Linked DNA regions of Mus musculus: regions 2, 3, 4, 5, 6 and 7 are each linked to region 1. A link is a contact called in public ChIA-PET, HiChIP or PLAC-seq and promoter capture Hi-C data. All regions are on one chromosome and are shown on one strand. The core of a region is the stretch at or near the end of the contact, and the rest is flanking DNA. Distances in the headings are between cores, read along the strand shown.

Region 1 (3,650 bases), core at 948-3,447:
TACTTATGAGAGACTAAGTCATATGATCTATATTAATATAATTACTCCTAATATCTTACTTAAATAACTATTTGGTCCATACAAACTGTTCCCCCTGATACTGCATAACCACAAAAGCTGTCTGATTCAGCCAGGCCCAGTGGCTGATTCAATCACTTCCTTTCATACTTAACACGCTGGCAGCTATTCTACAGGCTCAGCCCTTATATATATTTATGAATATTAGAGAGGTGCATGGACACGTAAATTATGCAAATGGAAATACACAAATATATTTTAGACTAATGTCTTCAAACAATAACTTTATTTACTTAACTGTACCCCCAAAATTAGTGTATAAAATGACAATTGAAAAATAATACACTTTAGAAGGATAATGAAAACTTAGATTCAATCACTACTTCAGTTCCCAGTTCGTGAGACTCAAAAGCACCTAGCTAGGCGCCTATACCACACAAGGCAATCAATAGCAAAGCAAAGCCAGCGCCCCTCTAGGTCACAGTGAAGCACACAAGTACACATGCCCATTCAATTATCACACTATAAAAGGTTCACTCAACACACATGGGCAAATGTTGGCTACCATGGCCACCCATAACAACACTAAACTAACAGGGGATCATAAATAATAAGAACTATGACAATCCCAGGCCTGACCATCTTAAAGCAGCATTTTTTAATGTTTAAAATAATCTTGCCTCTGCCAAATCCCTGCTTGCCTGTTAACCAGGCTGACTCTGTTTATAGAGTTAAGTGAGAGAATATAATGTTTCTAAGGAAAATAAATAATAAACTGACACAGAGTTGCACTTTAAGGCTAATCTGGTTTACTTTACAGCTGCTAGCCAGTAACAGCGACTTTATACAGGAAAAACAAAAATAATCTAACTAGTTTTCTTCTTAGGGAAAAAAAAAAGCAGCATTCACTGTGAATTAATTCATGAAGGTTCTGTGACTGCTCACACTTCTCCTTGGGCTCACGTTCAGAAACAGGTAGTCCAGAACACCCCCACCCCCAAATTAGTCTTCAAGACTGCAAAGTAATTTCTGATCTTGTCAAAGTACCAGTTTTACAACCTTACAATATTAGAGGAGTTATTAAAACTGGAGTGCGGCTTCAATTGTGAGTTACAGGTGAAGGGTGTGCAAGCTGGGAACTTGACATTCGTTTCTAAGGGCTCACACATCAAAGAGAAAGGCACCGAATTACGTGAGGATATTAAAGCAGAAATGGAAACCGGCTTCCAGTAGCTTACTAGAGGCAAATGAGAGTCTATTTAGGGCTAATAACAAACGATCCTCCATACCGCAAAGGGATAGTGAAGAAGGATACTAAGGAAACAAGAGCCTCTTCAAAGAGATGTCCCAGCAAATAGAAATTTTATAAGCCGTGTATTGAAGCCTTTCCACCAGTCTCGCTTTTTTTTTTTCTTCTTTTTTAACCACCGCATTTTAAAGTGAGCTCGGTCCGCATGCCCAAATTAAAACCTGACAAAGGGAAAACAAGAAAAGCGTCCCGCGATCGACCTAGCAGGAGCCACCAAGAAGCCTAAAAGCGGGGTGCCTCCTCGCATAGCGGGCCAAGTGGCAAGAACCTACAAGAGAGCTCGGGAAGTTTTATGGGCACTGACAGTAGACGAGGGAAAGACCGGGACACGGTGAGGGGAAAGGAATCACGGAGCAGCGGCAGAGCCGCGGCGCGCGGCCGACGCGGCAGCTCGCCGAACCCCGAGTCGCCGGCTCGGGACGGGGCTCGACCCAGCAACTTCGCGCCGGCGCCCGTCGCGGGCCTCCCTCTGCCGCCTGTCGCCCGCCGCCCGCCGCCGGCAACCCACCTTCCTTCTCGGCCCGCGCCGCGGCCACCACGAGGGTCATCACCAGGTGCAGCGCTCCCAGGAGGCCCGCGGCTGCGCTCCGAGGACCCCCGCCTCGGCCAGCCGCGGGCTCCAGCCCGGCCGCGGAGGACGTGGAGGCGGCGGCGGCGGCGGCGGCTGCTCCTCCCGCCCGCTTCCCCATCCTGGCGGGCCGGGGGCCGCCGAGCTCGAGGTCCTGCGCGACCCTTCTCCGCGAGGCGACGGCAGCGGCGCGGGAGCCGTGGTCCGGGCTATGGCCGCGGTGCCCGAGGAGAGAGCGGTTGTGGGCCCAGAGCTCGGGCTCCCGGCGTGGGTCTGGGTCGGTGCGTGCGTGGGAGCGAGAGTGTCAGTCACAGTCTCGGCATCGGCATCGCCTACGAAGAGCCGGAACGGAGAGGCCGCGGGTCAGGCACGGCGGGCGGCCATACTGGAAACGGGCAAGGGCCGCGGGCCCCGGCGCTGGCCTCTAAGGGGCGGGGCAGAGCGCAGGGGCCCGCCCCCTCCGTGCCAATACCTGGGCGGCCCGCCGGTTCGCGTGCTCCCCGTGGACTCCGTGAGCTCCGGCTCCTCGCCCCGCCCTCAGAATCACACGGGCTTCACCGACCGGACGGGCCGGGGCGGCCAACCGCACCCTGTCACTGCCGCACGGCCCGGGAGAAGGAGGGAGAGGGACCCGGGCCGGCCAGGAGTTAAGATGGCGGCCGGAGCTTCACGGAGGCAATGACGGCAGTCACGTGGGAGATAGGGTAGCCACGCTGCGCAGCCGCTTTGGTGCGTGGGCGGGGCCCGGCCGCGCCTCCGACGCCGGGACAAACCCGGGTCTAGTGGTACTGCAATGTCCGAGCCTTTCAGAGGGCTGAGTGCGCATCCGGAGCCCAGCGCCGACAGTCCGTGCCAGTGATTTCTCGGGTCGCACCTCTGCCTCTCGGTGGCTTTGACGTGGGAAGTGTTCAGGGTCCGATTCAATTTCTTGCAGTGCTTCCTTAAGAACGGGGGACCCGCCCTCTTTACATTTGTGTCTTCCAAAGCGTACCCAAGAGGGACTTAATGGAACCTTCGTACCTCTTGTTCACAGGAAGCCCTTTTTATGCAGTTTCTTTGCTTGCTTGTATTTGGAAACTTACCATGTGTGTAAAAAGCATTAGTTGGGGCGGGGTGGAGGAACAAGGCGAGGTGTGCCAGAAATCAGACTGGGTTTTCTCTGTCTTGGAATGATCAATATGTTTCTATGCGCATACTCCTTTCAAAGGCCAAAATCAAAGATGGTGTGTCTTAGTCTCCTGTAAGAAGCACCTCATGTCTCCCAGGTTAAAGTTTGAGTGTGTGTGTGTGTTTTTCTGTGTGTCTGTTTGCTCGATACAAGTCTTAATCTAGGCCCTTTGGGGAAGGGGAAGGAAGGATATTGTCACAGTTTGGTAGCCTGGTCACTTCCCCCCAGAGCCTAGCCCCAGAGTCTTTTTTTGCTTTTCTCAGCTTTTGGTTGAGTTAGTCGATCTATTTAAAAGGCCACATTTGCCTATTGCATGTCTTAGAACAAACTAGAAAAGAAAATGGGATTTCAGAAAACCTTTTTTAAAAGGTACTCAACGTTCTTCCTTCTGCTGTCGTCCTGTTTGTGAAGCAAACATGTAAATTAATAATACATTTTGAAGGCGTCCTCACCCCCGATGGCTTTTGGTTTGCCCCCCACCCCCACCCCCAAGGCATTCTCCTTCTGTAGCCTAGGTTGACCTAGAACTCACTGTGAGCCCAGGCTGGAGTGGAACTCATTGTGTTCCTTAAAAGTCAGTAGAATAC
Region 2 (3,788 bases), core at 986-3,485, 780 kb after region 1:
GCCCACGGGAGGGCCCAAGCAGTCACAGTCTCCCTTTGTAGCTGAGAACTCTCCCAGAGCTGGCTACTATGTAACATTCCGGCCGTGTAACAACATACTACAGTCTGCGTGGTTTATAAACAAGAGAAGTTTGCTCCTCACAGTTCTGGGAGTCTAAGATCCAAGCATCCCAGCATCTGGTACCCGGTGAGGGGTTGTTTCCTGACTCACAGATGCAGCCAAAGGAGGGAAGAAGCTTTCTGGAATGTTGATTATAATGCGCCCTAATTCAGTGCAAGGGGCACTATCTCATAAAACCACCATCACCTCAGAGCCTCCAGGATAGAAATCTGGAAGTGGGCACACACGCAGTATGCTATCACTTCTCTGCTTCTCCATAAGGGCAAGCTGAGACTCGAGGCACGATTAGATAAGGCCCAAAGAACCACGCTGAGCATTGATGCTCCTGGCTCAACTATCCTAGCAGCCAACCCACTACACGCCAAACCCATTTGCCAGCTCCTGCAGCATGGCCCTGAAGCAGCTATGGATGGATACTACCCTTATTGGATACTACACTGATTCTATAAATGGAAAAGGGCTGCTGGAGAGACAGAAACAAATCTAGAACCTTAGAGAGAAAGACAAATGCCTCTCTGGTTAAAAAAAAGAAGAAGAAAAATCAGTCATGTTACTAGAAATGTTAAATGCAACATTTTGAAGCATTTAAAACAAATATGAAAACCCATGATTTACAAAATACCTCAATTTTAAGTAAAGGACAGAACCAGTCTTTCTGATCTCTCGGCCTTGTCTCATGCTCCGATTTGGACCGGCACAACCCTAGAATTCAGAGTGGAACGCAGCGCAGCTCAACGCGGGGGTGGGGTGGGGGGCAGACATCTTCAGCCACCCGCACTGAACTTCGTCTCCATCATTTTATAATCTCAAAGAGCTAGCTCTCAGGTGATCCCTGATCCTCATTCATCTCAGGTGCACGTCTGGCATGACCCAGCTCCCAATGAGTATCAGGGCTGAGATTCTATTTCGTGGTTGCTATGTATTTAGGTAAATGGAAGGAAGTCCCAGCCTCCACCAAAGGAGGGGCTTACTTTAAAATAGTTCTGGAAGGTGCGAGGGCTCCCAAGAGAGCGACAAACAACACAGGTGCCTGTCTTCCCACTTGGATTTTCTGGTTCATTTCTGACACAATGCCAACTGGCCACCTGCAGGCCACAAGTCCAGTCACACCTCGGCCTTCCTTTCCCCTTGCATTTCAAAAACAAAAACAAACAAACAAAACAAACAAAAACAAAACAAAACAAACGCTTGCTCATTTGAGTAACTACCCCGCCTCTCAGCAGTTGTACACCTACCTACCTCATACTGAAAACGAAGTCCTGCCGGTTAGTAAATGACTGCTCAGCAAATATTTGTTGATTCAAATTCTGATTATGTCTAAGATTAAACTCAGACTCCCCTCTGGTGGCTTGTAACCTAAGCCCCAAGCCTGTTAAATAAACCATGACCCGAAGCATAAGGAAGACAGCCTGTGTGTCCACCGTCTCCCTCTCCGTGGCCCTGGGAGACAGACGCGATTATGCTCTGGTACTAAGAACTGAAACGCGGGCAGCAAGCCCTGTCCCCCCCCCCCCCCCCCCCGTTTTCTTAGTGTTAAAACTGGTTAAACTGCTCAGCTCTGCCTCACATTTCAAAGTTAAGTCCAGCAAAGCGCTCAGAGGAAAACTTTGGGCACTTGCGCGTCTGGCTTCTCTCGGCCCCACCGACCATAGTGTCGTGGACGTGGCCCCCACAGGGGTGGCGTGGGTACCCTTCACGTCCAAAGGGCCCTGGGCTACCTGAGCTCTTCTCGCCACTACCTCCCCAGCTCCACGACAGGACGCGACTTCGGGAACGCGTCAGACTCTCACCCCCAACCCAGCTCCCTCCAACCTCCCTGGGTCTGCGCCCCACGCATGCTGCGTGGCCACGCCATTTCAGACTGTCCCAGGTACCTGGCACTGGAGCGTGGCCGTGTTTGGCGAGCGTGCCGGGAAGGGCTCAGTCCGCGGGGACAAGCGGGGGCTGCTCTGCCGGGGTGCACCCTGACCCCCGGCCGCAGCGTCGAGGGCCGGCGGCGCCGCGCAGCAGGTGGCGGTAGGGCGCGGGTAGCGCGGGGTCTGCGGCCGGGGGATGGACGCGGACGCGGGCGCGACCCTCGGGCGGCCGCGCTGGCCCTGCGCTGGGCGCGCGCTCCCGGCTCCCGACTCGGCTGCGCGCGGCCCGGCGGGGGCGGACGCGGCTGTTCCGCTCTGCTCAGCTCTGCTCCGCGCCGCCCAGGCCCGCGCGCCTCCCCCGCGCCGCTCCCGCCGGGCACGCGGGACCCTGGCCACCCCACGTGGCGGCGCTGCAGAGCTGGGAGCTTGGCTGGCTCCTGCCTGCGCGAGGTCCGAGGGCTGGGGGACCACCGCCAGGACGAGGACGCTCACGATCGCGGCTCCTGCGCGCCACCTCCCTGTCACCCGAGCCTCGGAGAGTGGGCGCCCGGGTGGCAGGGAGGAACGTGCGCATACGGATAAAAAGTAAAAGTTGTTTCATAACCTTGTGGGTCCGAGCGTCTGAGGGCTAATGAGGGAAGCTGCCGCCCCGTCTCTAGGTGAATCATTGCTGTGGCACTGGCAAGTGTGGGATAAAAAGCTGAAGGAGACGTCTCAGCTTCGGTCCCCACCCCTACATCTAACAGAGGAGCTGGCCCATTTGGGGAAGGAGCGGGCTGCCCCCCCCCCCCCCCCCCCCCCCCCGGCTCCTCAGCTAAGCTACCTACAGAGAGAGCCCTCTTTTGGCCTGCTGACACTGCCATGGTCAAGGGGTGAAGTACAAGGAATGTCAGCTGAGCCCCAGCAGGACGCCCAGGCTGCAGTAGCAGGAGCCCCAGGTAGAAAAGAGAATTCTCCCATCAGACAGTGGCACTGGGGTGGAGTGGTTCCTGAGTTCTGACTTCCGCAGCGATGTTAAGAGTGCCACTGTCAGATCTAGAGGAATCCATACTCCACCGTTGAGCCTTGGGGCTGATATCTTGGGACCAGGGACGCAGAGAAACCCAAGAAGCACACACTTGCACCTCTATCTTGAAAAGCGGACTTTAAAATTAGACCAAAATCCCAAACAAAATAGGAAAGAACCTGGCGAGAGATCTCATTTGGTTGGGTACATGAAAGGAAGTTAGTTGCCTTTTTAACTTTTGGGTGTAATCGATCCCTTTGGTTCAAGCTAGTCACTTAAAAGTCTCCTTTGATGGTTAAATGAAATTAATTCCCTCAAAGAACATAAACAAATCATGAATCAGTCTCCTAATTGACAACCACTCACAGTGAGCAGGTGACTCACAGAGGAGCAAATGAATTGCTTAGGTGTGTGTTTGCCTTGTTTGAAATCCTCAAACTAAACTGAACAACTACAAGCAAGCCTGTGCCTTCACCCACCCACCCTAAGCCTGCTGTTGCTTGCTGTTCAGATCAACACGTATTCTGCACGGCTGTAACCGCTAAATATTTATTGACTCCGTAAATTGCCTTTCTAACCTAAGAATTTTTGTTTCCAGAGTATCAGAAGCCTCTGGCTTTACTTGTGTGTGCTTGTGGGTGGCTTTTGAAGTTCCTGGAGGGTTTCAGAGGACAAAAAAACCCAGAGGATCTTGGTGATTAGCTAAGGCTGAGAACACAGTGTCAACACCCAAAATAGAAAGTGGTTGGGAACTCGATGACTAGGTTGGCAACAGGGAAAACTAAGGAGGAACTGTGAGGAGGAAG
Region 3 (3,692 bases), core at 45-2,544, 670 kb after region 1:
TAACACAAACTCCAATCATAGGAAGAAATATATATATGTGTGTGTGTATGTGTAAATATATATATCTGTGTGCGCGTGCATGAGTGTGTGCCAAAGTATTTGGAAATAAAAGCCAGTCTCATACCCAAGTTCTGATGGGACAGTGAGATTCCTCTCTGTAGCCCTTCCTTGAGGTTCAGTTTTGACCCCTGCCTCTGGGTCACAGCAGGCTTTGCAGGGGTCATCAGGAAAGATTTGCTCCGGACGAAGTCACCCTGCTTCACAGACTCCTACGGAGACACAAAATGACAGGTGCTGCCCAAGGATAACAGACTCAGAGTGGGTAAATACTCCAAGTGTCTTAGCTACAAAATGTCTCTTCCAAGATGCACCCTGCTGCTGGCACTTTCTGGAAAGGGGCTCTGTGCACCGGCATCACCCACCAAAATGCCAGAGCTGACTTGTGCCAGCCTCCTGCAGCCCACGTGTGCATGGTGGCTCCTTGCTTGCCTGGACAGCCCAGTCTCAGCCCCAGATGGTATAGAGCGAGGACTCTATGTGAAAGCCGTAGGGAATGGTTTTATGATACACACTATATGGCAGCAGCTGAAATGGGCTAACATTTCGCACTGTAATTTCCCCTCCTCAATGCTACATACAGGTCTTCAGCTGTGTAGACACAACTGAGGATTGCATTAGCAGGAAGGGAAGCAGGTCCTATTGCAGCGCAGGCTCCCTTTCCTAGACAGCAGAACCCCATTTATTGTACTGGTTAGCAGAGGGTGCATCAGCACAGTTGTTGGGGTTGGTGAGAGCTGTTTTCAGTTGAATACAACATGCAACTCCAGGTTTTGGCTGTGCAGCCCCAGGTGAGGGAAAAGGGAAGCCAGCAGGCAGCAGCCAGAGCAGGCTTCATTTATCATCACACAAGGGGCTGAGGTGGAGCTGGTGACCATATTAGCGTGTGTCTGAAGGGAGCCGTTGTTTTAACTGTCTTCAATTTTTTTCCAGAGGCTGAGCTGCGTTGCCTAGGAGGCCAGAGCAGCCTCGGGCGCCACTGCATTTCTACCAGCCCACACAGGCAAAGAGGCAGCTAGCTCCATCACGGGGTCCACAAGCTGACGTACTGCCTTTGCGCATGTCAGCCATCACGGTAGGCACGGCATCTCTGTGATGTTCATGCAGGACCTCTGTGAGCACAGCGGTACCTGCTCCCACCACACCCTCACAAGATCGCTGCCCTCCTCACCCCACCCCCACCCCGAACGCCACAGAAAAAGAGTGGTAACCTGGGCTCTCTCGGCCACCTTGGCTTGCTTCCCAGTTTCTGTCTTTAGGATCCTCGACCCAGGTTTCTCTTCCTGGTTGACGGGCAGGTCTGGGGCTCCTCTTCTCTTCTGCCGGGCCATGGTGATCCAGGGTGGGGTGGGTTGCCCATCAGCCCCAGGACCTGTAGCCGCAGGAGGCTGACCCTTTTCTGTGATAAAGGCCAAGAAGGAGCAATGTTAGGCAGATAGTCCCACTCTCCCCTTCAGTCCCACCCACAGCTTCTCTCCCATACAAGGTGTGTTATATTGCTTTGCTTGGTTCAGGGGGCTGAGGAGTGGTAGGATTGAGGAGTAGAGTCTCAGAGAGACCCCCACTTCCCATTCCCCCCTGAGCCAAAGCCTCTCTTCAGCAAACTTCATTTTTTTTTTTCTTCTATAGATGTCTCAAATAGATTACCTCCTCTGGTCTGAGCCGCCAAAACCACAAGATGCAGCTGCCACCCCAACCTGTGCACTTTGGAGCTAATTTCTACCAGGGCCTTCTCTCTGGGAGGAGCTGGAATGTATGCACAGATAGGATGCCTTTGATAAGAGTCTACATTTGGGACCAGCCACCCGCCCCCACTCCGGATTTACTTGACGCGCTAAAAACATTCCCTTTGTGGGACGTGATGCCATTTCTACAACCATCTGTCTTCACCTGACACAGGAAGTTGGGGCCTGCATGGTTAACACCGGCTGTTTTTCTTCTCCTGCTCTACATTCTTTTAAAGGGCCCTCTTTGCCCTCTCCTGCCATTTCTTCACTTAGTGACCAGGAGCTCCCGCAGAACTCTTCCTGTGTCTCACCCTCACTCCCATCCCTATCCCAGAGGCAGCTACTCTCTTCGAAACAGACGGAACATTTTCTCAGGGTTTGAACTTTATTTTCTTGGCTAACAACATATTCCTCGAACAGTTCTGATAAGATTAAATTCACAACCCGAGGAACTTGCCATTCCAGTTTGAAATCAGAGCAGAGAAGTAGCTTGTTGAAGGCCAGGCCAGCCTCTCTCACCTCCTCAAAGCTCAGTGCTGGGTACTGAGCACTCTGTCACCTCTTAGCCCAAAGGCACAAGACATAGTTCTGGTAAATTCTTTATAACCTGCACTTGGATAATTTCATCTGAGCCAAAAGATACATTTTTAAAATGAGCATAAAGAGGGCTGGGGGGCCCAGGGAGGAGGGCTGGGGGGCCCAGGGAGGAGGGCTGGGGGGCCCAGGGAGGAGTGCCGGCTGCTCTGCCTGAGCACCTGAGGTTGAGTCCCAGCATCCACATGTGGCTCACAACCATCTGTAACTCTGGTTCCTCGGGTCACGCTGCCTTCTTTGGCATCGGTAGGTAGACACACGGTGCACAAACACTTGTACACGTAGAGTTAAAAACATTCAAACGAGCAGAAAAGTTATATGAGACTGCCTCTAAGGTGGTTTGGCAAGAAGGGACCCCCAGGGGAGGGTGGGGCTCTGGGGACTGCTCAAGTGGCAATGTTTCCAACTGCACTGATGTATGCCCATGTACCTACGTTCACATGCTGACCCTGGGAGTGGGTGAACCCTGCAACTGCACTAGGCTGTGCCAGGAGGTGACCTACAGGCAACTTCATGGAGCACTGGCCTGAGCAAGTGACCAAGACCTCTTAGCAGCCATTTCTTTCCTGTTTGGTTCCTGTATTTCCCCACACTTGGACACATCTCACAATATCAAGCCTCAGAGATGTTGCACCTCTGTCCCAAGTAAAGTATGGGCAGAGTCGGGTGACAGTCATTCTGCTCTGTGACACAGGCCTGAGTGGTTTCTGTGACTTGCACCCTTATCCTCTGCCACACTGGAACCCACGGCTCTGCGTCTGTGCTCCATCTGGGCTAGGGAGGGCTAGGGCTAGAGAGAGGAATGAAGACGGGCAGTGGGCAGTCTATGGCGGCCTTGAGGGGGCGGGCAAACAGGTTGTCAGTGACCCCTTAAAGCATTAACTCTCAGGGCCAAGGTTGAAACATAAAATCTCTTCTGCGATTAGATCTGCTCAAAAGGTCAGCTCTAGGGCACGGCAGATGTGGCAAATAAAGCCACTCCTTTGTTTATATTCCGGCCTCAATAGACAGACCTGAGTCTCCTGGGGATCTGGTTTAAAGATTTCTGACATCTCAGCCCCTCCTCCGGAATAATAAGGGCTTTAGGTTGTCAAGTGTACCCAGGTCTGCAGCCAACACCTGCAGAGCTCGACAAGTCTCTCACTGAACAGCAGACACCACGTGTTGGAATGTATGAGATCCCTTTGCTGAGAGTTTGAGAAAAAGCTGGCTCCCCACACCTGCCTGGGAAGGGAGCAATCTAATCTGCCTTAGAACAAACCCAGACTAACACTTCCAGATGGCAAGGGCCTCAGGTGTGGGGAGCTGGAGAGC
Region 4 (3,437 bases), core at 300-2,799, 670 kb before region 1:
TCTGCCTTCCTCCTCCTGCAGAGACTGGCAGGCATCTTGGCCCTTTGACTGAGCAACCTGACAGACCCCACTGCTGGGCTGGGCTATGGCAGAGGTGGGCACAAGCTAAACGTGGCTCTCTAATTGGGTGTGTCCTGGTTGGCAGGGTTGGCACAGGGTTCAGAGTACTGTCTATCAAGAACTAGAGAATTCCTGTTCTAGACCCCATTTTTAAGCCAGGTCCTGAGGTTCCATACAATAGAGAGGTAGTCCTTCTCCAGTGACCCCCACCTTTGTGCTACCCACTGACGGAGGCTGGCCTGGATCTAGACTGCTAGGAAGTTGGGACAGGCCAGCCATGTCTGTAGGGTCATCTCCAGGCCTGGGCAGATGAAGACAAATTATAGTCTCTGCTGCAAGGCTCTGGGGATTTTAGTGATGGATGCTCAGCCACCTGCTCCGTGATGGCCTCCTAACTGCCAGCACCTTCAGCATCAAGGTCTTTGGGATGCCAGGCACCCAGTCAGCCCTTTGCAGAATCCTGTTCTCCCCTCTGCACCCCAGCATGCAGAGCTTGGGGAAGCTCAAGAAAGGTCCCTTCCTGTCCTCCCAGCCCCAAGGAGACTGTGGGCTCAGCTACACAGTTTCAGTCCCTCTCCCTCTCCCACTCCCTCCTCCCTCCTCTCCCTCTCCCACTCCCCCCCCCCCACATCTGTACCTGTTATACCCCATCCCTTTTGGCATTGTTACTGCCCTGCCTTGAATCCAAACACAGCTGCCACAGCAGAGGTGGCTCTGGGCGTGGCCGCCCACTGTGAGCAAGCCTTGGGTGCTTGCCAAGGGCCCTACACAGGGGCACTGATTGGCTTGGGGGGGCAGGTCTAGGGTGCCTGGTCCCCGTCTCTGTTCTAAGGGGTGGCATGCTATTTCCTGCTCACTCACCAGGCCCCTCTGCTAAGGGGACACGTGACCACAGGTACTGGTGTCTCAGAGAAACTTCTTATCTCATTACTATTTAGATATCTACATTTGGAGTCCTAAAGGACAGCAGGGTGGTGGCATAGTCCCAACCTTCAGACGAGAAAAAAACCAAGAGTCCAGGGACAAAAATGACTTGTCCACATTGCCACCGACAATTTGGCAAGGCTGAAATCCCTCGTTTTTCCACCGGCCTCCTAAGCTCTCCCCTTTTCCCCACCCCAGCCTTGATTCTCCCTTATCCAGTTCCTAGATAAAGACTGCTTACAGGTAGTGGGTGGGAAGGAGGGGTGTGTATCTCCGCAGCCATCTTGGACCAGACACCCCGCTTCTGCTGGGTTCCTGGGAAGGCAGGAAGCTCTCGCCCTCGCGCAGCCCAGACCATGGAGAAACCCACTCTAGGAGCCAATGAAGTCTCTGATCTCCCCTTTCCAGACCTCCCACCTGTACTCCATGCAGTCAGGACTCCAGAAGCCAGCTCAAGGCATACGGGAAATCTACTTACTGGCCTCAGGGCTGAGGAGAGAACCCATCAGCCTGAGCTCCTCCTGGGGCACAAGTCCCTGGGTCTGAAGATGTCTGTGAAGGCCAGTGGTCAGGGTTACAAGACTCCGGAAGGTTCCCCTTTTATAGGCTGGAGCTCACGTTACAGAGTTGTTGATTAATTAGATGCTGTCACGCATGACGATATCCGGGACTTTCCCCATGACCTCTCGTGGCTCACAGTGGACTGCTGCTGCAGCAGGCTGGTCTGAGATAAGAAGGGAAGCAGGGGCTGTAACTGTGGCTGCAGCAGACGGTTTTCTGTTTGACTTCTAAGCAGCCCTTGTCTGTGAATTATAATCGCATGTTAGTAAACACCCGTGCCGCCGCCACGCCCTCCCCCACTCTCCCCAACAAAGACTTTGGTGGTCCTGGTCTGGGATGAGATCTGGGCATTGGGAGTTTCAAGAGCATGCAGGAACTTTGATTAGCAGCCGGCATGGTGTCCAACCCCACATAGAGAAGGTGCGCAGCGCTGCTGAAGGTTAACTGATTGAGCTAAATCCTAGGACCTGTGAAGGTGAGGCCGCCCAGTGGCAAGGTTGGTTTGGGGGCTTACAACCCCACCCCCACCCCACCCCCCCTCCCCGCCAGATTAGGTCTTTCTTGAGATTCCAGATCAAAGCCACAATTCTGTGACTTCTGTGGCCCCTTTAAGAAAGGAACGGGGAGGGGGGGGGGCTGGCGAGATGGCTCAGTGGTTAAGAGCGCCGACTGCTCTTCCGAAGGTCCGGAGTTCAAATCCCAGCAACCACATGGTGCCTCACAACCATCTGTAACGAAATCTGATGCCCTCTTCTGGAGTGTCTGAAGACAGCTACAGTGTACTTACATATAATAAATAAATCTTTAAAAAAAAAAAAAGAAAGAAAGGAACAGGAGCACCTGGAAATGACAGTGAGCTAGACAGGACGGGGGGGGCGGGGGGGGGGCGGGGGCGGTTCGACTGAGGAGGGAAATAGAGGGCTGGAGACCCAGGTTGTGTCTGCTGTATTACCTTATGCAGATCCCTTCCTCTTCTTGAGGTCTGATGTTCTGGTTTGGGGACCTTTTCCAGCCAGCATGTGGTGCCTAAGTGAGAAGAAGTGGCCAGGGGAAGGTGAGTGTTATCAGTGTAGCCCTGGTTACCTTAGACATTGCTGTAACCCCTGGACTTTCTTTTTCCGGCCACACCCTTGCTGAGCGCCCTTTGTCACTGCACTAGATGTATAACTTCTGCCAAGACCACAGGTAGCTGCTCTAGAGCCAGTGCCAGTCACCTGGGCCGGAGTCCTGTGGCTTCTAAAGGTTGCAGTTCCCCCGATGCCCCGGCTGGCTCAGTCTAAGAGGTTCAGGCTCCTGGCACCTCCTGGCAGGCACACCAGTCTCTGGACACTTGTGGATGCTCCTCCCTTGCTGGGTTGCTCAGGGCTGGAGCCAAGAGATCCTTGTTGATTAGCCACATCCCCCTAACAGAGGTGTGTGGTGCCCAATCAGGGTGCCTGCTCTGCAGTTTTAGCCTTTCTAGAAAATGACTGGGCTAGCTGCAGACCAGCAGGCAGGTGGTATGGTCCCCAGACAGGACCTGTAGCCTGCTCGGGCTAGCAGCCAGCAAGGCAAAGGCAAGGCCAAAGACACCCACATCCAAGTGAATTTAGCTACCCCACTGACTGGATTCAGGATGTGCCGTTCTAAACAGGCTCCCTACATTTGGGGGGTTGCAGAAACAGGAAGGCCCCCCACCTTTCTCCCATGAAGCCAGCCCCAAGCTCCTCAAGCCCTGCTTACCGTGGACATCAGGGCGGGGGAGAACTGGATCAGACTGTTCCTGCTAGGCCCCGCCCTGTTCATCACCATCCCTTCACACTCACCTCTGCCCCAGTACCTTCACTATAATTGACAGTCACTCGTGGGCTCAACTTCTGCCTCCACCCTTCAGTGCTGGTGAGATGGCCCTG
Region 5 (3,866 bases), core at 816-3,315, 630 kb before region 1:
TCCCGAGTTCAAATCCCAGCAACCACATGGTGGCTCACAACCATCCGTAACGAAATCTGATACCCTCTTCTGGAGTGTCTGAAGAAAACTACAGTGTACTTACATATAATAAATAAATAAATCTTTAAAAAGAAAACAAAAACAAAAAAAAACCCCACACACATTAAACAAAGTTACATGTTTTACCATACCATGAATACATATATTTATGAAAACAAGTAAGGAGCATTCCAAAAGACTATCCAATCTGATAAGGAGAGGGAGGGAACTGGATTTGGAGCGGAGTCAGAGAGGACTGATTTATTCTCAATGCCTTTTCCAGGAAGAATGTATTTATGCATTAATGGTGTTTTGTTTTTCTTCTGGAGGCTGCCAGAGAGACAACCAAACCATGGAAGCACTGATGAATGCTCACGCTATCCTGAGCTGGTGTTCTATGGATGGAGAGTGATGGAGGGCGGTGGCTGTGGGCTGGGGCAGGAGTGTGTAAAGCTTGAGCAACTGAAGTGTTTGTGCTTTTAGGAAGGCAAATGGAGGTATCATTCCTCAGCAGGGTTTATTGGCTGTTGTAAATTACTTTCTGTTGCAAAGAGTTGCCTCAGGAGACAATTAAATTTAGATCTTATTGTTCGCAGGTTGCCCGAGACAGGTGTTGACTTGCTGAGGCTTTGCACAAACAGCACTGCCTGAGAGTGAGCTCTCCTGCCTGGACGGTAGGATCCTCCTTTTCAGAGGTCGGATTAGCTGTGGCTTTGAAAGGTAGTGAGTGCCTCATTGATAGATGTATCCAATCCAGGAGGTAGTGGATGGTCTATACTGCAACACTGAAGGCAGCGTGCAGATCTCCATACCTAACCTGGCACTGTAGCTAACCCAACCAATCGACCCTTACCAAATGAACACAGTGACTAGAAGCCTGTGAAGTTTCCAGGTGGTATCTCTTGGTAGATTGCATCTCTGCTAGAGTCTTGGATCTCTTGGGGTGGACTGGGGTTTGTAATCTTGGATGTGGGAGGCACTGTTACAATCATTGTTCTGCTCGTTATTCTGAGCAGTTAATAAATATCAACCACAATATTGCCTGTTACCAGATCGGCAAGCACTGGTTTATTACAATTATCCACCAAGCTCACTGGTGTCTGCTCCAGGCTGAGCTTGCAGATCTGCCATTCCAGAGCTTATGGATAAAGCCCAGAGGGTCAAAGTCATCAAATGCAGACTGTCCATTTGTTCAGTGTGAAGGGGAACACTAAAATGTTGGGGGCTAACTATGAAGCCTTCCTCTGTGCCCCAATTCTCTAGCCCTACCACCGACCAGTAATATGAGCTAATTAATCACCCAGGCCTGTTTTGCTCTATATAATGAAGATAATGATGGTATGAAATGCACCGAGCTGTATGAGTATTATAGTTAATCAACAGAATTTGATTCCGGGGATACTAACTACATAATAGGAACAGAGTTCGAGTTCAAGCTAATAAGGCTTTCTGCTTTTAAATCTCAAGTTTTAGCGTCATCTTCTATAACCCACACGGGTCCAAATGACTGTTCTCTCTACTAATCTTGTCCACATTCACCCTCAACTCGTTCACTTCCTCTTTGCACGGTCCATCTTGTGGCTTTCACTCAGTCTACATGACATATGTAGACATGGGCATTTTGGGCATTAGGCCTGGACCACAGACTTTCTAGATTGGCCTCTGGTAGGCTAACAGTACTTACTGTGTAAAGTTGGAAAGGATGGAACCGGCCAGGACCACTTCAGGTAAAAGCCAGAAGCACTTTATTTAACCCCACCCAGTCTTTGGCAAGCTACAAAGAGCGGGCAGTTTTTCTAAGACTCTAGTTTTGCCTCTAGGGAAACCAACAGACATGCGACAGCAGTTGATTCTTGAGTTTCTTACATCAGCCCCTAGCTGCAAAGTGGGCGCACACTACAACTCCCAGACGTCCTCGGGTCTAAGGGGGCGGAGTCTGCTCCGCTCTAGAAAATAGGATTCACCAATGGGCGCCCAGAGCGCTGGGGGGGGGCGGGTCCATGGGCGGGTCCGCGGGGGAGGAGGCAGTCGAGCGGCGCCGGTAGTCAGTCGCGCCGAGAGCGCTGGGACAGGACGGCTGTGCGTGTAGAGGGTCTCTGCATAGCGACGCGCGCTCTCGCTGGGCCATGGGTAAGCGGCTGGCGGGCGGCGCCGGGGTCAGAGGGCTGGGGTCCCAGAGCGATCGTGGCTCTCAGGGTAACCCGAATGTCTGCGTGCTCTCTTCTCGTGGAAAGTCGGGGCGGCCAGGGGCTTCCCAGGCGTTTATCTCGAAACTCTCCTCTCCGAGTCTGGACTGAAATTCACTGAGCCGCCCACACTTCCTGCTGCGGTTTCAATCTCGAGCTGCTCTGGGCCCATTTGTTGTGACAGCTGTCAGCAGCAGCTTCTCGGCCGCGGGCCCCTCCCTGCCCCGTGCCAGCCCAGCGCTTCGCTTCTCAGAAACCGAGGCGCCCGGGCCGCGCGCAGCGCTTCCCACTGCGGCCGCGATTCCTGAAAGTGACTGCGCGGGTTTTGAAGAAATTGCTCAATGCGCTTTGAAGAATCAACGGTTCCTCTTTTCTGCCAAGGGACATGCTGATGGTTTGACGGTCACACGCTTCAGATCCCCTGCTCCTTCTCTCTTCTCTTTCCTTTTTCTTTTTGTTTCTTTTTCTTTCCAACCCCCAGCAGGAAAGACGGTTTCTTTTTACCCGCCTGATCTTCTGAGTTTCCCTCTTTTCCCTCGGGTCTCTTCAAAGGGACAGGGTGATGGCCCTGGACTGGGGGTGTTTAGTGGACCGAGGGCAGAAGCTCAGGCTGCCAGAGTGCGACGAACAAGTTTGGCTTTGCTCTTATTGCGAACTAGGGGCACAACCACACCACCGATCTGTGGCCCTTTGCACTCACTACCCAGGCGTTGCTCCCTGGCCGGGGTCACATCCCACACCTAACCCACAGGCACAGTGGGGCCAACCGTAGGCCGGGAAGGCCTCAAATTAATCCCAAATTGTGCTGCTCAGGCTGTATCCCCTAGTTTGCAGAGTCTTTCATTTCAGATGAGTGTAACAGGTGCTCCTTGCCCCGCCCCGCGGGCACTGCTGGGAATTGATGCAAATCTAAGGATCTCAGTGTCTAAAGAGGATGGATGCCTGGGCAGGGGAGGGTGAGGAATGTTAAGCTAGAGGGTCTGTCTCTACAGCAGTTAGTGTCCTAAATGACTGCTTGGCCTAGAACTTGAAGTGACAGAGGCAGAATGGCCTAGAATTATATACCCCACCCCGTCTTCTATTACAGAGAAACTGAGGCATAGAGACAGACTAAGGTCTGACAGTGAGGGAGGACCAGGCTTCAAAAACTCCTTGCTCTTTCTCTTCTTTCCTAGTGGCCTTCCGCTGCCCTCGGTGGGAAGCTGATCTGTAATGATCTAGATTGCCTCTTGGACGAGTGTAGCAGGCACCGTGCTAGGGTGAGGAGAGGAGGAGAAAGGAAAAGTGAGGTCCGGAAGTTCCCTGTGTAGGGGTTTTGGCCTTCTGTTGAGTCAACCTCTGCAGCTTGTTTCAGCATAGGTGGGGTGGGAAAACCGGAAATGATACATAGAGAGAGCAATTTTCATCAAACGTATGGATGAAGGGTGGGGCGGTGAAGACTCAGTCCTCCCAGGAGTAGGATCTCTTGGGCTCTCTCAGGGCAGTTGGAGTCTGGAATCTCATACCTGGTGCCCCTACACCCCTCTCTGCCTTTATGCAGCCCCTAGGACTCTCAGCTTGTCTCTAGCCGCTAACAGAGCTTGGCAGAGGTGCTGAGGGTGGGCTGTGGCTGGTGCTGTGTCCTGGATCCTCAGACTCCTG
Region 6 (3,870 bases), core at 152-2,651, 950 kb after region 1:
ATAAATAGGAAAAATAAATAGATAGATAGATAGATAGATAGATACACCCCAGTGCTGAGAGTGGGCTGTGAGTTCCCCCCAAACAATACAGGATTGCCCCTGCTTTTGGATGTCCATCAAAACTCATTCATAAGACCCTATTGCTAAAGATGCCACATGCCTTGACCACAGGTCGAGAACAAACTGGAGCTGGTTGAAAGCGTCCTCCTTGTTGGATAGTACCACGGTGTTGGATGGTGCTACTCAAGCTGCTGGGGGAGAAATGTCTTACTCAGCCACTCCCTCTGTTAAAACCAACCATCTGGGAAAGATGAGCCCATTGGCGCAATCGTGGTAAATGTGGTACCCAACTGCTTTCTGATTGGATGTGAAGTCTGCTTGACAAGAGGGACTCTCATCTGGTACTTTATACCTAACTAAAAATCAAGACTGTGGCGGTCCTAGGCCCTAGGGGCCGTACTACTACTGCTGTAGTTTTATTAAATCAACATGATGTATCTGCCAAACTGCCCTCTACCTCATTATGTTTATGCCCATAGAGCAGTGCTGTAGTCCACATGGTCAGAGAAGCCTCTTCCACCAGTACCGGGTAGTGACTGCAGAGACTGACAACTGGTTGGTGCACATAGAATAAATGGCCGTGGAATGCACCCCCATCTTGAGAATGAATATATAATCATTGATGGAGGAGGGAGAGACAATTTAGTCAGTGCTGTAGTCGCTGGTAACGTGCACATAGCTCTGTAAACAAACTTCCACCCTAGTGAAACTCAATGGATCATAGTTGGGGTGAGGGCAGGAAGGTGAGCCAGAGGAAGGAGAAAAATCATGTCACAAACTGACAACAACGAAGAATAAAATTGATTCAAACGCAAGACCTATCAAGCCTTATAGATTATATTTGGTTATGCCTCTTATGGTCCTTAGCGATAACATCGGTCTATTGCAAAGGCCACCACCTCCGTTGTCCTGCAGATTATCAGAATATAACTCCTGAATTTGAATGCTTCCTGGTAGTTAGTAAGTTTCGTTTTCTTAAGTTTCCGCTCAGTCCCAGACAGAGCGGAAACCGAAACTCGCTCACCTTTCAGAACCTGCAAGAGCATGTCAATCCCCTCCTGGTAACACACCAGAGCCTGCTGGTACCGGGACTCTGCATCCAGCTCTACTGCCCGCTTTAGTACCGCCACCGCCGCAGTGCTATCGGAATCCTGTCCCAGGCTGGACTTAGCCATCACTGTGACAACTCCTGGGCACCGCCAGCAAATTCCAAGAGCTGACCCACTGCGCTTCCAGGAAGCGCACGCGTGACGCCGCTGCGCCTGCGCTGTCTTCTATGGCGCGTTGTGAATGGGCCGGGACAAAAAAAAAAAAAAACCTTTCCCGGAACCAAAGAACCGTACGGTCTGTGACGGCAACGGCGTGGTTTGAATGTTGCACTGGGTCCACCTGCCTCTGTTCCTCTCCTTCCGGCTGCGGGGACGTTCGGAGTGGACACAGCGGTCGCCGGTGAGTGCGGTCGTGGGAGCTAGAGGCTCTCTCTGCAGTTACGAAATGACTTTCTTTCTGTTTCGAGTTGGAGGTCCCGCAGACCTATTTCTTGATCTTCTGAAAGCAGCCAGGTTGTCACTTTATTCGAGTCGTGCTGCGACGCGCGTGTCTCTGAGAGTCTCACTCGTGTAGATCTAGGTCCGAGCCATCCAAGCGTCAGTGAAATTTATTATTTTTTTTTAAGAAGGCAAAACTTGCTTAATTTTAAGATGTTGCGATTTTAGAGTGCTGAGTTTTTGGAGTTGCTGTTTATTAAAGACAGTGATTTTGCAGGCCCCTGTGATTGTCACTTGTTAAAGCAGCTGCTTTTGGTGGCTGAGAGGCCGTTATGACGGCTGCCTACTACCTTTACGTCCTGGGAATTCGAAGAAGAGAGACATTTGTTGATTTCAGAGAACGCGGTTGATTGCACGGGAAATTCAGTGTTCTGTATTTTCAGGAATGTTCACTCCTCGTTATAGATATATACCTTGACCCTTTAGAAAGAGAAATTAATTAAAGAACCACTTACGAGCTGGTGTTGTAGTTTAGGGGTAAAGAGCTGTTTACGTGCATAACCATTGTAAAAAAGCAAAACAACAACAAAACTCCAGCAAACCTTTCGGGGTGAGGGAGAGGAAAAATGGTTTTGGCAGCCTTTTGTTTTTCTGTGTATACTCATATATTAACATATTAGAAAATAGAAATAGGTTATATATCCCATGTGATAAATGGTATTTTTCAGTTTATTTTTATGTGTATGGGTGTTTTGCCTGTCATATCTACACCATGTGCGTGTAGTGCCCATGGAGGCCAGAAGATAGTCAGATCCCCTGGAACTAGATAGAGTTAAAAAAACATTTGTAAGCTTCCAGGTGGTCACCGGGAATTAAATGTGGGACCTCTGGAAGAGCAGCCAGTGCTCATAACTGCTGAGCCATGTCTCCAGCCCCATTTTTCTGGTATTTGCAACAGTACAGAGGAAAGTTGTTGTACAGTAGATGGCAGTATAATTGCTTCAAGGTCCAAAAGCTACGCACATAAGAATAATGCCTACTGTATTGAAATGAGTTGCAGCTCAGAGCACTTATATTCTGTATGCAAGGCTATGGGTTCAATCCCCAGTACCTTCCCTCACCAAAAGGAAAAACAACAACAACAAAAAGCAGTTTTGATGGTGCTGCCTGCTTATATCTGAAATTAAACTTCAGCAGAGAATCTTGAGTGCCGAAGCTGCTTTGAGAGACACATCTATGACTTGAGCAGATCCAAACCAAAATATAAAGTCCTTGTCTTCTGGCACTGTCCCGTGTACAGAGTGGAGACAGCCACTAAATGGTAAACCAGCAAAGTACAATAGAACACGAGTACTCAAGTAAGGCAAGGTGCAGAAGTGCTGGCAGGGCTGTGGCTGCGAATGTTAAGCTGTTTGGTGGAGGTAGTCCTCATTCAGGACTGAAACAGCGTGATCCAGGTAGACCTGTTGACAAGAGAAGGTTTGAGCCAAAATAGGGAGAAGACCTCCAGCTTCAACTAGGTGTTGAACCCAGAAACTCATGCATGCCAGGTAAGCGTTGTACCTCTGAAACATATTCCTAGTTCCAGCTTTAATTTTTTTTAATTTATTTTTTAATAAATGAGCTTTTAGCTTTAGGCAATTTTAGATTTCAAGAGAAGTGGTGAGTGAAGCTTAGTACAGGGACCTGTACCTTCCCTGCTCAGTTTCTGCCTTTATCATCAAATATTAGTGTAGGGTGCTCAGTGCAGCTGCTGAACCAAATTGGTACGTTATTAACGTCATTTGCTTTATTAAGACAGATTTCTTTAGCTTTGTTGGGTGTCCATGTCCTATTATATTCCAGGATCCAACTCAGACACCAATGTAGTGTGTATTGTATATAATGATGATTGTGTAGCTCTTGGGTTCTTGGCCAGTTTCTCGGGTTTCTAGTTGTGATGACCTTGGCAGTTTCGAGAAGTGAGATATTTGAAAATGTGTTAATGAAGTGTTTTCCACAGTTAGGGTTACTATTGCTACGATGAAGCACCATGACCAAAAAAAGGAAGCAAGTTGGGGAGGAAAGGGTGTATTTTCCTTTGAGAGACACATCTCTCTTCTACATCATAGTCCATCACTGAGGAAGTCAGGACAGGAACTCAAGCAGGGCTTATGGCAAGGTGACATAAAATTAGCTAGCACACACAATAACCCTCAGTCCACGGTGGTTTTTCTCTTAAGTGGAGTTAAATGTATCGGCTTTGTGGTGGAAGTCATTTCATTACATGTCCTGGGATCAAGTATAGGTGCTAGCAACGTTTTGTTCTGTTTTATGATAGGTT
Region 7 (3,506 bases), core at 330-2,829, 930 kb after region 1:
AGCAGCTACTAGATCCTTGGACTTCCCATTCACAGCTGATCGTTGTTGGGGAGTTGGACTACAGACTGTAAGTCATCATAATAGATTTCCTTACTATAGAGAGACAGACTATAAGTTCTCTGACTCTAGAGAACCCTGACTAATACATTTTGTAACATACATACATACATACATACATACATACAGATTGATTTGCTGTATAATGTGTGTTATCTCAGCCTTAATATGGTGATTAAATGAAAGAAGCCCATGCTAATACCTTTAATCCCAGCACTTGGAAGGCAGAGGCAGAAAGCTCTCTGTGAGGCCAGTCTGGTCCACATAGCGAGTTCCAGGCAAGCCTGCCTTACAGGGGGAGACCCTAACTCACACTCAAATAGAAGTTTTAAGAAGAGCAGACAGAGCCAGGCATGGTGGAGCACACTTTTAATTTCAGCACTCCAGAAGCAGAGGCAGGTGGATCTCTGTGCATTCAAGGCCAGCCTGGTCTACAAAATGAGTTCCAGAACAGCCAGGGCTACACAGAGAAACCCTGTCTTGGGGATTGGGAGCGGGGGAGGAGACAGAATAAAATGCAGGAAAGGAGAATTGCCATCACCAGAGGACTATAAAGCAGGTTAGAGTGTTATTGGACATTCCAGTGGAGAAGCTGAAGAAGTAGAAAAAGAGGATAACTGGTCCAAAGACAGACATCTTAGAGCAGACAGTGGAGAATGAAGGAAGGTCATTGAAGGAAATTAAAACAAAACAAAACAAAAAACAAAAACAAAACAGAACAACAACAACAGAAAAAAACTGTCCCTTCTCAGATTTCAAAGAATACAATATAGAAGCAGACTACTAATTTAGGAGCCCTACTAAGGGCAACACAATGTGGGGCTATTTTGATAACTAGCAAAATTCCTACAATGACGAATGGAAAAGTATCCCTTCCCACCCTCATAATACCATCCAGCTGAAGACTGATCTCATCAAAGTTGCAGTAACAGACAGGAGTCCTGTCTGTGGTGCAGCTAATTTATATACCCTGAATTAACTCTGCTCATTTACTGCGTTAGCAGTACCAGGAGGCAAGGCTGGAGAGGCTTCCATTCTAACTGAAGGAGGAGAGACTGGTTTCTGTGGAAGAGCGAGGAATGACCACAAATTCTTTGGGCTCTGCTCATCAAGAAGTGGGTCCGTGATCTCATTCCTTAACTCTAGTCTGGCTTTGTTGTTCCTGGGGCCATAGGAATGCGGTTGAAGCGCTTCCAAGTGCCTTGAATCGAACCGCCCCAGCAGCTAGACAGCACCTCCTGAGTGTGAACAGACCATTTTGGACCACACAGTTTAGCCAACTCTTGCTGAAAGAAACCAGCATAGGAATCACCCAGCTCGTCTTTACATATTTTGGTAAGTGGACTTTGTCCTTTCAATGAATCTAGTTCTAAATGCATTGGCCTGAAGGAAATAACCTTAAAAATATTTGCTTCTATTTCAGGCTTAGCCACGACCTCCTGGGGGTGTGGCTTATCCAGGGGGCGAGCTTTACGGGGGCGTGGCCTCTTGAGGGCGGGTCTCTTGGGCGGGGCTGGGGAGGACTCCCCAGCAACTGCGTCTAGAGGGCTGAGTGTTCTGGGTTCCACGTGGGTTGATTGAGTTTTAATTTGCAGAAAAAGCTGCTGCGGGCGCGACCGGAAGTGGCAGGTGAGTGAAGCCGGAAGCAGTTCCAGTGAATTCTTTGCGGGTTGTGGAGGCACACGCTGAGCAGGAGTGGGTGCTGCGGAGAGCACGCGTGCGTCCCATGGGCCCCTCCTATTGGTTCTGAAAGCTCTGCAGATTACACCTGGTGCTCCGGACGTAATTTCATTATTGGGAACAGTTGATTTCTAATACGGCGTAGGGTAAACTAAACAAGACATTCAGTGCTAGTCGCGTGCCTGCTCCCGAAGAGTAAAGCTTGCTTAAAAGTTCGTAATCACTTCCAGGTTTGGATCGCGTTATTAGGAGGATAGCAAATAGTTTTGGTAAGGCCTTGTGAGGAAGGTAGGCCTGTAGTTAGGTCTTGCTTTACACTCTGTCAGGGAGAAGCATGTGTTGGCAGTTGCAGAAGTGTCTCCCAGAGCATGGAAGTAAGAGCCTCCTGAGGAAATAATTATAACACCAGTAATGAAGATGAAAGCAGAGAGCTGGGGGTGGATTGCTCGGCGGTACAGTTCAAACCTAGACTGAGTGAGTTCCATCCCTTGCTCAGCTAAAGCTGTTAAAATAGAGTGTAGTTGGGTATATCAACCACATCCTAGCCCAGGCGCCTACAGAGGAGTAGGTGGCCAACACAAAACAAACTCCACGGGCTTTTTTTTTTTTTTCTTTTTTGGTCTTGTCTCGTTGATCTTTTACTTATTTTGACTTTAGTTTTCATAGGTTTTGGTTTTTTAAAGAAAGAACATAAAGTTGGGTGGATAGGGAGGTGGTGGGATCTGAAAAAAACGGGGAGAGGAAGGAACGTGATCAAAATGCATTGTATAAAAAGTTTTTCATTTAAAAAAGTAAAATATGGGTGTGGGTCGCTATGCAAAGTAACACTGTAGAAACAGAATTCTACCAGGTTTTCAAAAGTTAGATTGTTTCATTTTGTCTGTCAGCTACAGTCTGTCTCAGAAGGTATGTCAGGCCTTCAACCCAGAGGCAGAGGCAAATAGATCTCTGTGAGCTCAAGGTCAGCCTGGTCTACAGAGGTAGTTTCAGGAGATCCAGGGCTACACACTCATCGTGTCTGAGGGTGGGGAGATTGTGTTCTGATAACTAAAATAATTTGTGATACGATACATAATAATCATTTAGTTTAACTCCTTAAAATGACTCACGTGTAACTATTTTAGTAGTCCTATTTAAACATGACTCACACAGATTTACAGTCTTTATTCTGGCAATGTGTCTCCCTTCCCTGTGACTCTTGTCACCTTTATGTAGTTCACTGATGAATCCCAACTGTCAAGGACAAAGCATGCCTTATAGTTACTGCAGACTCTGTCAGCCATTGGCTGGTTAATTGTGGACCATAGTTAATGTATCAAGGTAAACTCCAGTTTGACATATCTTTTAGGAATCCTTGTACACTTGAAAGAAGACATGTTAAACTGTCAAAAAAAAAAATGGATTGGAAGAGAAGACCTTGAAATCACAATTATTTAGGTTCATCTCATGTGCTCTTGAATTCAGTTAAAGGCAACTGGATCAGATAGAGATTAAACTACCGGTCTAAAGCTATTCAGTTAGTTGCAAAGCAAGCATTAAAATGTAAAAGCAACTATTTTACCTGAACCTCTATATATGTTAATAAGTGTGACTATTGTCACCTTAGGAGAGGATGTCACAAGGTCTTTTTCAAATCCCAACTTCAATGGGCACATTCTAGTTTATTAGTATCCGAGACGTCATGACACCTAATCCTTGATGTTTCTCCCTTGGATCACCCAAGAAGAGGACCTTAGGCCAGTGAGCCCAGAAAACCACTAAGCTTCAGG

What was found. Promoter capture Hi-C pulls out the DNA fragments that hold promoters and counts their contacts. ChIA-PET counts read pairs in DNA pulled down with a chosen protein or histone mark. HiChIP or PLAC-seq counts read pairs in DNA pulled down with a chosen protein or histone mark. Capture Hi-C pulls out chosen DNA fragments and counts their contacts.
Region 2: an H3K4me3 HiChIP or PLAC-seq map of neural tube shows a contact between it and region 1, with 5 times the contacts expected there. The contact joins the promoter of Cracdl here to the promoter of Tmem131 in region 1. A contact is called at or near these places in 1 of 39 promoter capture datasets (pre-B cells) and 3 of 115 datasets of contacts at active chromatin or transcription factors (embryonic stem cells, neural tube and pancreatic cancer cells).
Region 3: an RNA polymerase II ChIA-PET map of memory CD8 T cells shows a contact between it and region 1, with 19 read pairs. The contact joins the promoter of 4930556I23Rik here to the promoter of Tmem131 in region 1. A contact is called at or near these places in 2 of 39 promoter capture datasets (embryonic stem cells and pre-B cells) and 2 of 115 datasets of contacts at active chromatin or transcription factors (bone marrow-derived macrophages and memory CD8 T cells).
Region 4: a contact with region 1 is called in an HNF4G HiChIP or PLAC-seq map of pancreatic cancer cells. The contact joins the promoter of Neurl3 here to the promoter of Tmem131 in region 1.
Region 5: an RNA polymerase II ChIA-PET map of memory CD8 T cells shows a contact between it and region 1, with 30 read pairs. The contact joins the promoter of Arid5a here to the promoter of Tmem131 in region 1. A contact is called at or near these places in 1 of 39 promoter capture datasets (pre-B cells) and 2 of 115 datasets of contacts at active chromatin or transcription factors (memory CD8 T cells and pancreatic cancer cells).
Region 6: a contact with region 1 is called in a promoter capture Hi-C map of adipose tissue, with 2.2 times the contacts expected there. The contact joins the promoter of Mrpl30 here to the promoter of Tmem131 in region 1. A contact is called at or near these places in 5 of 39 promoter capture datasets (cranial neural crest, embryonic stem cells, liver and 2 more), 1 of 484 Hi-C or Micro-C datasets (pro-B cells) and 1 of 9 other capture datasets (adipose tissue).
Region 7: a promoter capture Hi-C map of 3T3-L1-derived adipocytes shows a contact between it and region 1, with 2.7 times the contacts expected there. The contact joins the promoter of Lipt1 here to the promoter of Tmem131 in region 1. A contact is called at or near these places in 12 of 39 promoter capture datasets (the 3T3-L1 cell line, 3T3-L1-derived adipocytes, the C10 cell line and 6 more), 8 of 484 Hi-C or Micro-C datasets (the C10 cell line, the G1E-ER4 cell line, LSK cells and 5 more), 5 of 115 datasets of contacts at active chromatin or transcription factors (a beta-TC-6 cell line, bone marrow-derived macrophages, embryonic forebrain and 2 more) and 2 of 9 other capture datasets (adipose tissue and liver).

Annotation. Positions count from the first base shown.
Region 1 is chr1:36,937,330-36,940,979 of GRCm38.p6, forward strand. It overlaps Tmem131 (transmembrane protein 131), which reads right to left and starts at 2,198. Exons shown (of 41, transcript NM_018872.2): 1 at 1,836-2,198. The coding sequence starts at 2,016.
Region 2 is chr1:37,717,576-37,721,363 of GRCm38.p6, forward strand. It overlaps Cracdl (capping protein inhibiting regulator of actin like), which reads right to left and starts at 2,236. Exons shown (of 10, transcript NM_028096.1): 1 at 1,995-2,236.
Region 3 is chr1:37,613,213-37,616,904 of GRCm38.p6, forward strand. 4930556I23Rik (a long non-coding RNA gene) reads left to right here and starts at 1,295. Exons shown (of 2, transcript XR_373329.1): 1 at 1,295-1,355; 2 at 1,687-2,161. It overlaps Cracdl (capping protein inhibiting regulator of actin like), which reads right to left. Exons shown (of 10, transcript NM_028096.1): 8 at 1,269-1,456; 9 at 125-269.
Region 4 is chr1:36,271,876-36,275,312 of GRCm38.p6, forward strand. Neurl3 (neuralized E3 ubiquitin protein ligase 3) reads right to left here and starts at 1,550. Exons shown (of 4, transcript NM_153408.2): 1 at 1,463-1,550. The coding sequence starts at 1,490.
Region 5 is chr1:36,305,668-36,309,533 of GRCm38.p6, forward strand. Arid5a (AT rich interactive domain 5A (MRF1-like)) reads left to right here and starts at 2,066. Exons shown (of 7, transcript NM_001172205.1): 1 at 2,066-2,169. The coding sequence starts at 2,166.
Region 6 is chr1:37,889,076-37,892,945 of GRCm38.p6, forward strand. It overlaps Mrpl30 (mitochondrial ribosomal protein L30), which reads left to right and starts at 1,402. Exons shown (of 6, transcript NM_027098.3): 1 at 1,402-1,509; 2 at 3,868-3,870. Mitd1 (MIT, microtubule interacting and transport, domain containing 1) reads right to left here and starts at 1,336. Exons shown (of 7, transcript NM_026913.3): 1 at 1,085-1,336. The coding sequence starts at 1,235.
Region 7 is chr1:37,870,640-37,874,145 of GRCm38.p6, forward strand. Lipt1 (lipoyltransferase 1) reads left to right here and starts at 1,580. Exons shown (of 2, transcript NM_001037918.4): 1 at 1,580-1,686.